3 separate regions of the Mus musculus genome follow, and regions 1 and 2 are each linked to region 3. Evidence: chromatin contacts called from public Hi-C data. All regions are on one chromosome and are shown on one strand. Each heading gives the region's core, a stretch centred on a gene start, on an enhancer-like site or on the middle of the called end of the contact. The rest is flanking DNA. Distances are from core to core; before and after follow the strand shown. Region 1 overlaps Dab1 (disabled 1). Region 2 has its middle 3.7 kb from the start of Gm40216. Region 3 overlaps Dab1 (disabled 1).

The links. A called contact is a pair of places that touch in the nucleus more often than the background predicts.
Region 1: a Hi-C map of cortical neurons shows a contact between it and region 3, with 2.6 times the contacts expected there. The contact joins two enhancer-like sites. A contact is called at or near these places in 4 of 484 Hi-C or Micro-C datasets (cerebral cortex, cortical neurons and myocytes) and 2 of 115 datasets of contacts at active chromatin or transcription factors (astrocytes and embryonic basal ganglia).
Region 2: a Hi-C map of cortical neurons shows a contact between it and region 3, with 3 times the contacts expected there. The contact joins two enhancer-like sites. A contact is called at or near these places in 1 of 39 promoter capture datasets (liver), 15 of 484 Hi-C or Micro-C datasets (cerebellar granule neurons, cortical neurons, embryonic somatosensory cortex and 6 more) and 5 of 115 datasets of contacts at active chromatin or transcription factors (astrocytes, embryonic basal ganglia, embryonic forebrain and 2 more).

Annotation. Positions count from the first base shown.
Region 1 is chr4:104,655,353-104,658,409 of GRCm38.p6, forward strand. The region is part of intron 7 of Dab1 (disabled 1); the gene reads left to right. Among named protein-coding and RNA genes, the nearest start is that of C8b, 110 kb to the right of the region's middle. Within about 2 kb of position 1,504, at least 13 of the 459 cell types and tissues checked have an H3K27ac peak or open chromatin away from gene starts, as enhancers often do. A contact at or near this core is called in cerebral cortex and cortical neurons, where this site is marked.
Region 2 is chr4:104,892,103-104,895,371 of GRCm38.p6, forward strand. It overlaps a transcript of Fyb2 not described here. Among named protein-coding and RNA genes, the nearest start is that of Gm40216, 3.7 kb to the left of the region's middle. Within about 2 kb of position 1,694, at least 11 of the 459 cell types and tissues checked have an H3K27ac peak or open chromatin away from gene starts, as enhancers often do. A contact at or near this core is called in cortical neurons and forebrain, where this site is marked.
Region 3 is chr4:104,383,377-104,386,438 of GRCm38.p6, forward strand. All of the region lies in intron 4 of Dab1 (disabled 1), which reads left to right. Among named protein-coding and RNA genes, the nearest start is that of Gm36661, 360 kb to the left of the region's middle. Within about 2 kb of position 1,520, at least 24 of the 459 cell types and tissues checked have an H3K27ac peak or open chromatin away from gene starts, as enhancers often do. A contact at or near this core is called in cerebral cortex, cortical neurons and forebrain, where this site is marked.

The DNA of each region.
Region 1 (3,057 bases), core at 254-2,753, 270 kb after region 3:
GTTTCTATGTATATAAAATATATGTACTATATATGTATTGTATGTGTATATATGTGTGTGTATGTATATGTGTGTGTGTATGTGTATACACACACACACACACATATATGCACACACATACACACTCTTGGGAATTTTCTTTCCACCTTAATTTAGATCTATAGTAACAATGACATCATATCTAAGAGCACAATATACACATATGTATACACACAAACACATACACAAATGCATACGTGTGTGCACACACATACATTCAATTGGTGGTCAGCTGCCGTGTTTTGATAAATAAATATTAGCCAGAGAGTGATGGATTAATGCATGAGGTAAGTGGTATTTCGGTCATCTGGACAGCACAGAAGTACTAGGGGCAGTCCAGCCCTCAGCTATCCCCTGGTTTCCAAGTATTCGAGAGACCTTGCTTCTTACTTTGCAGCTACATCTCTTCTGTGTTTCCAGCCCTTGCATTTAAGAGTCACATGGCCATACATGTGACTGCCATGGTACTGGTCAGAGCACACAAGCATCAGTCACAGCCTAGCCCCTTCTCCTTTTGTCTGGACAACTGTAAGGCTGTCGGGAGTGGAAAGTAGCCAGTGACACTCAACTTGGGTTGAGTTGCATGAGAGCCTTGCCAACTCAGGCTTAGAAGGAGCTTAAGTGAACAAGCCACTGCCAGTTAATAGTCAGCCTCACCTATCAGAATATATAAAGCTGCAGCCTACAGGCTGTTAGCAGTGTCCTTGGACTTAATTTACATAGTGGGAAAGAATTGTTTATTTTCTTTCATCCGTCTCTTTATCTATTCACATTCAACATTTTTCTAACACCTTTTCATCAGTCTGGTTGTTGAAAAAGGCCCCACTGCCTCTGCTTTCGAGGGACCCAGACCTAGCTGGACACATAAGAAAACCACACTACAGTGTGTGATAAAAGAGTCAGATAGAGGAGGGAAATGGGAACCAGAGAAAGGGACACTGATCCAGGTTTGGGGCCCTTTGAGCTGTGCCTTAGTGGACGAATGACACTTTCGCTGACTGAGCAAATAGTAACCAGCTAATATCTGCCATGTGCTGTGGACAGAGCGGTGCACAAGACAAACAGATGGTAAATAAAGACAAACCAGCAAATTCATTTCAGAGATTACTGAAAATTACAAAGTCACTAAAAAAAAAAAAAAAAAAAAAAAGGTTACATACCAGAGATTTACTGAGCAGAGAGACATGGATTTGAAGATGGGAAAGTGGCTTGTGAAAGACAACCTGTGGAGACAAGTTTATCAGCAACTGTGGGCTCTGGTGTGGAGCCCTGGTCTGAGGGGAAACTTTCCAGATGAGAGAATATGGGGCAGAAAGAGGCTTCATTTCTATGTCAGACGTTGCCAGGATACCCAACTTTTCTCTTGCTGGATTTAATTTTTCTTCACGTTCCCTTGCTTGCAGCGGGGAGTTTAAATATATCTCTTCCAGAAGAGGTATCTATTATTGGACTTGAGTGTTTTTATTTTAGGCATCTCTGAGAGCAGCATTCTGAGAACAAGCAGGAAAGATGAACAAATAAGCTTTTAAGCAAAGAGGTTGACGGTAGAAAATTGATGTACTCTGTGGATCCGCAAGACCCATGAGCCTGGAGTCCAAAGGCCTGGTGGAAGGCCCGGCGCCCTTTGTTCCTGCTGGCTGAGTGTTTGCAGAGCTCATTCTTGTGGCTTCCACATCCTTGCTATCACCTGCTGGTGTTGGTAGCATGAGACCTGCTGGCTTGTTAGACTCTGGTGACATAATGGCTGCATATTGTAAGCATGGTGACTGGGGCGAAGGAAGCATTCAGGGAGCATCATCAGCTGTCAGCTGTCATGGGGGGGACTGTTCTTGTTCTCAGCTTCATCTTCGTTACCGACATCATCAGTGTATGTATTTTGTGGGAAGCATTATTCTTCCCTGTGGGAGCAATACATTTTCTAGGGACTTGGCTTTTACTTATATGACAAATTACAGGTAGCTTAATTGTCCCTGGCATGTCAGGTTGCAGATTTTCAATGGTATTTGAGGCTCTCTCTCCTTTGTGTCTAAATAGCATTTCCCCTTCTTATTGCTACTCACCTCCACCATGCCCCAAGAGTCCCTCCTCATGCTCCATCTCTGAGCTCTTTATAAATGCTGGTTCCCACGCATTGTAGAATGTCCCCCTGCTTGGTGGTGATAAAGTAGGTTGAGTTCCTACTCTGCATCTGCTATTAAAGTGGGCACTTTGCATAGGTGATCACAATCTTCGCGCCTAAGAAGCAACTGAGACTTAAGAATTTTGTCTCAGACAACTCAGAAGCATGAGGAAGGGTTAGGGACATCTATGTGAACCCTCACAATATTCTAGGATGGACCTCAGGACTGTCCCCTCCACCTCTCTGACATAGGATGAAGAGCCATAGCCTCACTGGGCCCTAATCCACCATAACCAAAATTGGAAGACAGACCCTTGAGCTGAACTGCAGTAGGACACATTCAAAGGACTCCCAGGAAACACATGAGGCCCTTGCTCTGTGGTGTCAAGGGTGGGGTGGTATCTTTCGGAGACACAGACACTCTCACAGGAATCCTGCCCTCCCTTGGGTTTTAATGAACATGCAGGGTGAGTGCGATGTAAAACTCCAGTTTGCTCTGTGCCAACCAGGTCATCCCAGCCTGAGGGGAAGGCTGAGTTCCAGCAGATACGGACATTGTAGGTCAGAAGGGCAAAGCTGTAGCCAAAGAGGAGCTTTTAGCAAGAAGTCACTGATGGGCTAGAAGCAAAGAGAATGAAGACAAGTAAGGCCTCAGAGCCCAGATAACTCAGGGGGAGATTGAGACAGAGGTCCTAGGTACTGAATGCTCGAAGGTGCCGGTTGATTTTTTTTTTCCTGTCATCTTGACACAAGCTAGGGTCAACAGGGAAGAAGGACCCACACTGAGTAGATGCCCCCATCAGATTGCCCTGTAGGCAAAACTACAGAGGCATTTTCTTGATTAATGATTGATTATGCAGAACCCAATCCACTGTGGCAAGTACCACTCCTACACAGGT
Region 2 (3,269 bases), core at 444-2,943, 510 kb after region 3:
CAGCCTTCCGGAGCACAGAGAAGGCCTAAGGAAGGCAGGAAGGCGGGGGAGGAAGTTGAGAACAAGCTGCTGAGGTGAATATGATGTCAGAGGATGGAACATGGTCACATAGCAATCACATGGACAACTAAGAGCCAGAAGAGTGGTGCGGTCAGCCCACTCTGTGACATGTGTGCTGCTCCTGCCTACTCAGTAAAACATGTGCTGCTCCTGTGTGGAACCTCATAGCAAACCTTGCGTGATGGCCTTCCTGTCCACCTAGCCCCCTTTCCTTCATTCTGGACCGCTGCCTTGACACCCTTGACCTCTGGACATTTGCAACATGTCTGCCAACCACGCCTAGCGCTTCTTACCTCCAAGTTCCTTTGATTCTAGCTTGTTTAGTCTATCTGGGCCTCTGTGACAGAATGCCACAGACTAGACGACTTACCGAAGAAAACCTTTCTTCCCCACCATTCTAGAGACCAAGCAATCAAGGCACAGGTAGGCATGGGTCTGAGCAGAAATCACTTTCTACGTCACAGCCAGCTGGCTTCTTGCTGTTGTCATGGGGGACAGGAGGTGGACATCAGTTGGATCCAGGATGGCTCTGACCTTATCAAAGGTCTCCTTCCAAACACAAGCACACTGAGGATTAGGCCCAATATAAGGATTCGAGGTGGACAGACATTGAGGTTGGTCTAGCGGCTCATCTTCCTCGGTCCATGTGGTCTGCTTCCCACAAGGCCAAGGGAAGTACCTCCTGCTAGTCCATGCGGCTGGGTGAGAGATCGCTGTAGGCTCTCGTTCCCACTGTCTTGACCTTTCTTCACCATTCATCTAAATTCTAACACCTCTAACAGCAGGCCTCCTTTAGAGCCAAGGGATTTAGGAGTTGAGCCTCATGCCCAGATGGGTCCACCGTCACCCACCCATTTAGGACTTCAAAGCAAAGTCTGAGTGCCTAAACCACAGACTCAGAATCTGTGAAAATACAGAGGTCCAACGTATTTGTAACTGTATTTAGGAAAATGCAAGTCCTTTTCCAGGAAGACAGTGGGTATTTGTTGACTACCTGTGATGGCCACACAAAAACATACACAGACACGGATACACACAGACACAGATACACACACAGACACACACACACACAGACACACACAGATATACACAAACACACACACACAGATACACACAGACACGGATACACACAGACACACACAGACACAGATACACACACACACAGAGAGACACACACACACACACAGACACAGATACACACACACACAGATATACACACACACACAGATACACACACACACACACACCACTTAGCTCATCTCATATTTATGCCCAATCTGTGAGAGAGCTGCTATGAGCAGCCTGAAGATCATTTGCCCAAAATCTCAGTTTCATTGCCGCAGAAAGGCAAGGTTCCAATTCTTTTTGCAGTGCTTCCCTTACTGCATGGCTTTGCAGCAGACCTTATGCCGGGGATTTCCTTGTAGAACTGTCCTCTTGTCCTTGATTCTGGGCCCCTAACTTGACCCCTAGGGTCCTGGGAGTCTGTTACATGTCTGCAATCCACCCTTCCCCCAGGCTTCATGCTTCAAATCTCTCTGTTCCTCAGAGGCTGCTTGCACCCTGTGTCCAGAAAATGCCACAGACGGTGTTTTGTCCACGGCGCCCTGTTACATCATTACCTCTACCTAGCAAGGGCACAGCTTGTCCAAGTGACTGGAGAGAGGACAGGGGAACTTTGAAGACAATGGTGCCTTACGTTATAGCAAGCACTCTCCTAAGCATCTGATTTGGGTTTTAAAGACACATTTACACAGGAGAACAGTCTTTTGGTTCGGTTGCCTCCAATTTTCTGTCATCTGAATCATAGCCAAGGAATAAATTGAATCTTTTTCTAACATAGAATATATTACTCTTGAAATAGTAGGAAATGTTGATAATTGCCTTTTATTGGACTCACAAATAATTTATAAGTTGGTCCGATTTAAAAAAAAAAAAAAGTATTATAGTCTTATTTCTTTGGTTTCTTCCTTGAGGCAAGTATCAGCCTCTAAAAATAGAACCCGTGTAGAGATGGGCCTAGCGCTCCCCCTGGTGGTCACTATTTAGGATTGCAGGCTCCATAAATGGACCTGAAGCTGTAGGCTACATTTGAATAATTCCTTTTCCCCTAAGTACACAGAAAGATTTGATTTATTCTTCCCAGCCATGTCTGCATTACAGAGTACTTCTCCTTAGAAAGTCTATCTGCTTTGAGCGTAAGTAAATGATCTATTCCTCATATACATTATCAGGCTGAACGTCTCGGAGGTAGTAAGAGCTTTCCTGGTTCTATCAAATGTCAGGAAAGCTGGGAGTTTCTTCTTTGCTTTAGAAAATACGGAGGAGTGAAATGCAAGCTGGCTGTCAGAGAATCACAGGGACAAGATATTGAAGGGATGACTCGTGACTGTGTGCGCGGAGAGAGTGCAGTGGAGAGATGGACGGGAGTCTCAGAACCGTGGGTCAGAGGCAGGATCCTGGGACGCCCTCCACTGCAATAGCAGATACACACACTGCCTTTCTCTGGAGAGACTGTGATGCCCTGCCTTCCTTGCAGGTAACTAGAGACCCAAGTAGCAGTTCCAGACAGTGGGCTGAAAAGCTAGCTGCGGCACTTCCTGGCCTAACCCTCAAGCACCTGGTGACGGCTCCCACTGTCTCTGTGTTCACACAAATGCCAACGGAATATTCCAAGATATCACAGGAGCAAAGTGGAGTCATCTCTTGTTTGAAAAGTATTTCTTTTCATTTTTTGAGATTATGTTACAATTGATATCATTCTCTCCACATCTTCGTCCCTCCAAACCCTCCCCTATACCCTTCCTTGCTCTCTTTCAAATTCACAGTATCTTTTTTTTATTAATTATCATCTTCTACAAGCAGACACAAATATACATACATATACACGTTTATATATTTATATGAATGTACATATACATATACATAAATGCATAAATGCAGTCTGTAAATGCTTCTTGTATATATGTTTTCAGGGCTGGCCATTTGGAATTGCATGACCAATCCATGTGTTCTTCCCTGGGGAAGACAGTTTCTTCCTCTCTCAGCACTGCTTAGTTGCCTCTGGTTCTTCCTTTCAGGCTGAGGCCTCTCTCTTCCTCCTGTCCACTTTGCCATGCCTACTGTTGTCCTTTCTCAGCTCGTGCTTAGGCAACTGTGTTGCTGAGACTTCGTGGCTGTGGTTTCTGATATTCCTGGAAGACACAATA
Region 3 (3,062 bases), core at 270-2,769:
GATGTTCTGTAGGTAAAGACATCAAACATGTCACTGCTAGAACTGAATTCTGCATATATTGTTCGGTGAGCTGTCTTCTGAGCATATAACAGGTATTACGAGCATGATGACTGTTACCCTAAACAAGTCATTATTTCATTTTATATTTAAAAGGAAAGGATGTGAAAGAGTAGAACATGGAATGGAAACATGTAGAATGACTGTGGGTGGGATTCCAATCCTCCTCTTCCCCTAGGCTGTACTTAAGCTACATCCATAAAAAGGCATGTGTTTGGACTCTGGCGTCTGAGCAGTGAGTGCCTGCTGGGCTCTAGGGTTGGTCAGATGGAGGTAGGTGTATTGGGCAGTGATGGATGTGATGGTGGTGAGGGGGTGGGACATGGCTACTTCATTGTCCATTAGAAGAGGTAAAGATTTGCATGAAATTACTCTTTGCTTCATTACTTCATTCATTTATCCAGCATATATTGAGTTAATGTACAGCCCCGTGCAGAATGATCTGCTTTGTGAATGTGACCATCTGAGAAGGCACCAGCTCTCTAGAAATGAATAATCAGTGAAGTGCAGATAAATAAGCTGGTGGCTCAGGGCCATTCAAGCACCAAGGGGTGGATTTTGCTGGTTTGGAAGGGTCGACCTCTGAGTCAAGCATTTTGAGAGTGAGTTGTTGGTGTTGGGCTCCAGGATTGATTATCTGGTGACGTATGTGGCAGAAACTTCTTACCTCTGAGTGCATACAGTCTGTTACAGAAGACATGACTTTCTGGCTCCGAGGGCCAGCATTATGTCTGGAGAAGGCTGAGCAGTTTGGGACAAGTGGATCATAGAATATGTGTATGGAGAAGGGATGTAGGGACCATGGAAAAGGCAGCTGAAAAGACCATGGTGGTTCCTAAGTCTTAGAGGGGTGATCTCTGCCTTTCCAGCTTCTCCTCTTGTCCGGAGTGAAGCAGCAGACTGTAGAGAAATAGTGCTGTGTTTATTTGGTTTATAATGAAGCTGCGTGTCTCAGGTGTGGTGGATATTAATCGTCTTATAAATCCTCATCGTTCCTGTTGTAGGAACTACAAACTCAGGTGCCCACAAGGATGGGCCTCCCTGAGTGAGACGGATGAGCAGGACCACTGGCAAGCTCAGCCAGTGGCTCCCGTAGGGAATGTCAGAGACTCTGAAGTAGAGAGTGTGCATCCTCTAAAGATCCGGCACTAAATTAGATAAACAAACAAGCAAAAAATACGTTACAGTGTTTAGCTTATGCAGTACTTATTGGTGAATTCTGGCCTCTTCTTCATAAGTAGTAGGTGTGTGACTATTTATAAATCTACAAGTGGAAATTCAATCAATAAACCAAGGTGTGGCAGGGAGTCAGACCATTTCTTAGTAAATGACGTTTCTGTAGGCGTGTAGAAATGGGTGGAAATTGGCCCTTGTGTATTTTTATTTCCCCAGTCACCTTGTTTGTCTTTTGTGATTAAACACTGCTGATACATCGTAAAAAGCTTGAGCAGAGACCTCGTCCACAGTGGCGCTGGCATGCTCTCTGCCATTGGCTCTGTTGGCTCGGCAGCACTGAAGTCTGCCTTCGCCTCTGCTGCAGCTCCATAATTAAGCCCCTTATGTTGTGCTCTCAAGCCATATCCTTGCAGTGTGTCAAATGAGTAGTCTTCAGGCCTTAATGACAGTGTTGCCTGGCTTCCTCATTGAGGGTTGAGATTTCCCAGCCACTGAAATATGCACATTTCAATCCAGAGTTGAGAATACCAGCAACTTAGTAGTTACTGTGGAATTGAGTGAATGTCATAAATATTTATTTATCTTTTTCATAGCTGGCATAAAAATGTTAGGATATAAAAAAGTTGTTCAGTATAAAAACAACAGGAAATTCATTGGCTATACATCTCCTGAATGCGTGTGTCTCTTCAGGTTTTCATTAGCGTCTAGCAATATACTTTGAGAAATTAGATTTGAAGCAAAGCTCTGGCAGAATATGAAAGAGCCCAGTGCTGTAATTAACCCGTTTTAAGCAAGAATCCAGGCTCACAGCAGCCTGCTGTTAACTGTATAGTGGCTCAAGCCAAAGTGAACGTGTTTCTCTTTTACAACTTTTAAAGATTAAACTAGTCTCATGTTAATTGAGTTTGGAGAATGAAACTGGGGCAAAGGTCGCTTACACTGTTTCTATGCAGAGGCAGCCAGTGTTACTCTTTTGAGCTATGGAGAGAAAGAAAGAGGTTTGGAGCTAGATCAGCATCAACACATGTTTCAGGTTACTTGATTTTGACAAGTTCCATTTCTCTCATCTATAAAGAACAAAGTCAACACCTGCTTATCTGCTATTTTATGGGGCTTTTTTTTTTTTTTTTGCAGGGTGTGGGGGATGGATTTTAAGGGATTTCTTTTTTTTTTTTAGGCTTTTTTAGTATATTTAATGGGCTAAAAGAAACTCATTTAACAAAACAGGATGCAATTCAATAGTGATTCAAAGCAAGCATGCCAAGTACAACATACAGAGTTACTGGCTAAACCCAATTATAATGTTGAAGGAGCGAGGATGGATTTGTGCTGTGGCACTGGGAAGAACACGCAGTGTGACTTTGTTCTATATAATTTTGATCATAGCATTTCTTCTTGATACTCATCACCTCTTTCTTTTGTGATAAAAGGGACTGCCCAAAGAACATGTGCTCCAACCCATGTTTTCAGGCAGTAAACATCGAAACAAGGAGTACAGAAAATAGAGTGTCTTTTAGATAAGTTCATTGGTTAGTTGATTGAGTTGATGTTTTGGTTGATTGAGTAATTGCTTGGCTGATTGGTTGATTGATGTGATCCAATTGGTTTCTGTATTGGAGTTCACTAGAGAAACAGAATTGATAGAGTGTGTATGGGTGTGTGTGTATGAATGCATGTGAAGAATGAAGAAGAGCTTCCTTCCTTCATGTCCTTCACATAGGCTGCCACCAGAGTTTGTAGCCTAGACTTAAGATGGGTCTTCCCAACGCAAATTATCCCATCAAGAAAAATCCCTTATAGTTGTACCCAGCAGCTTGTGTTTTAGTGAA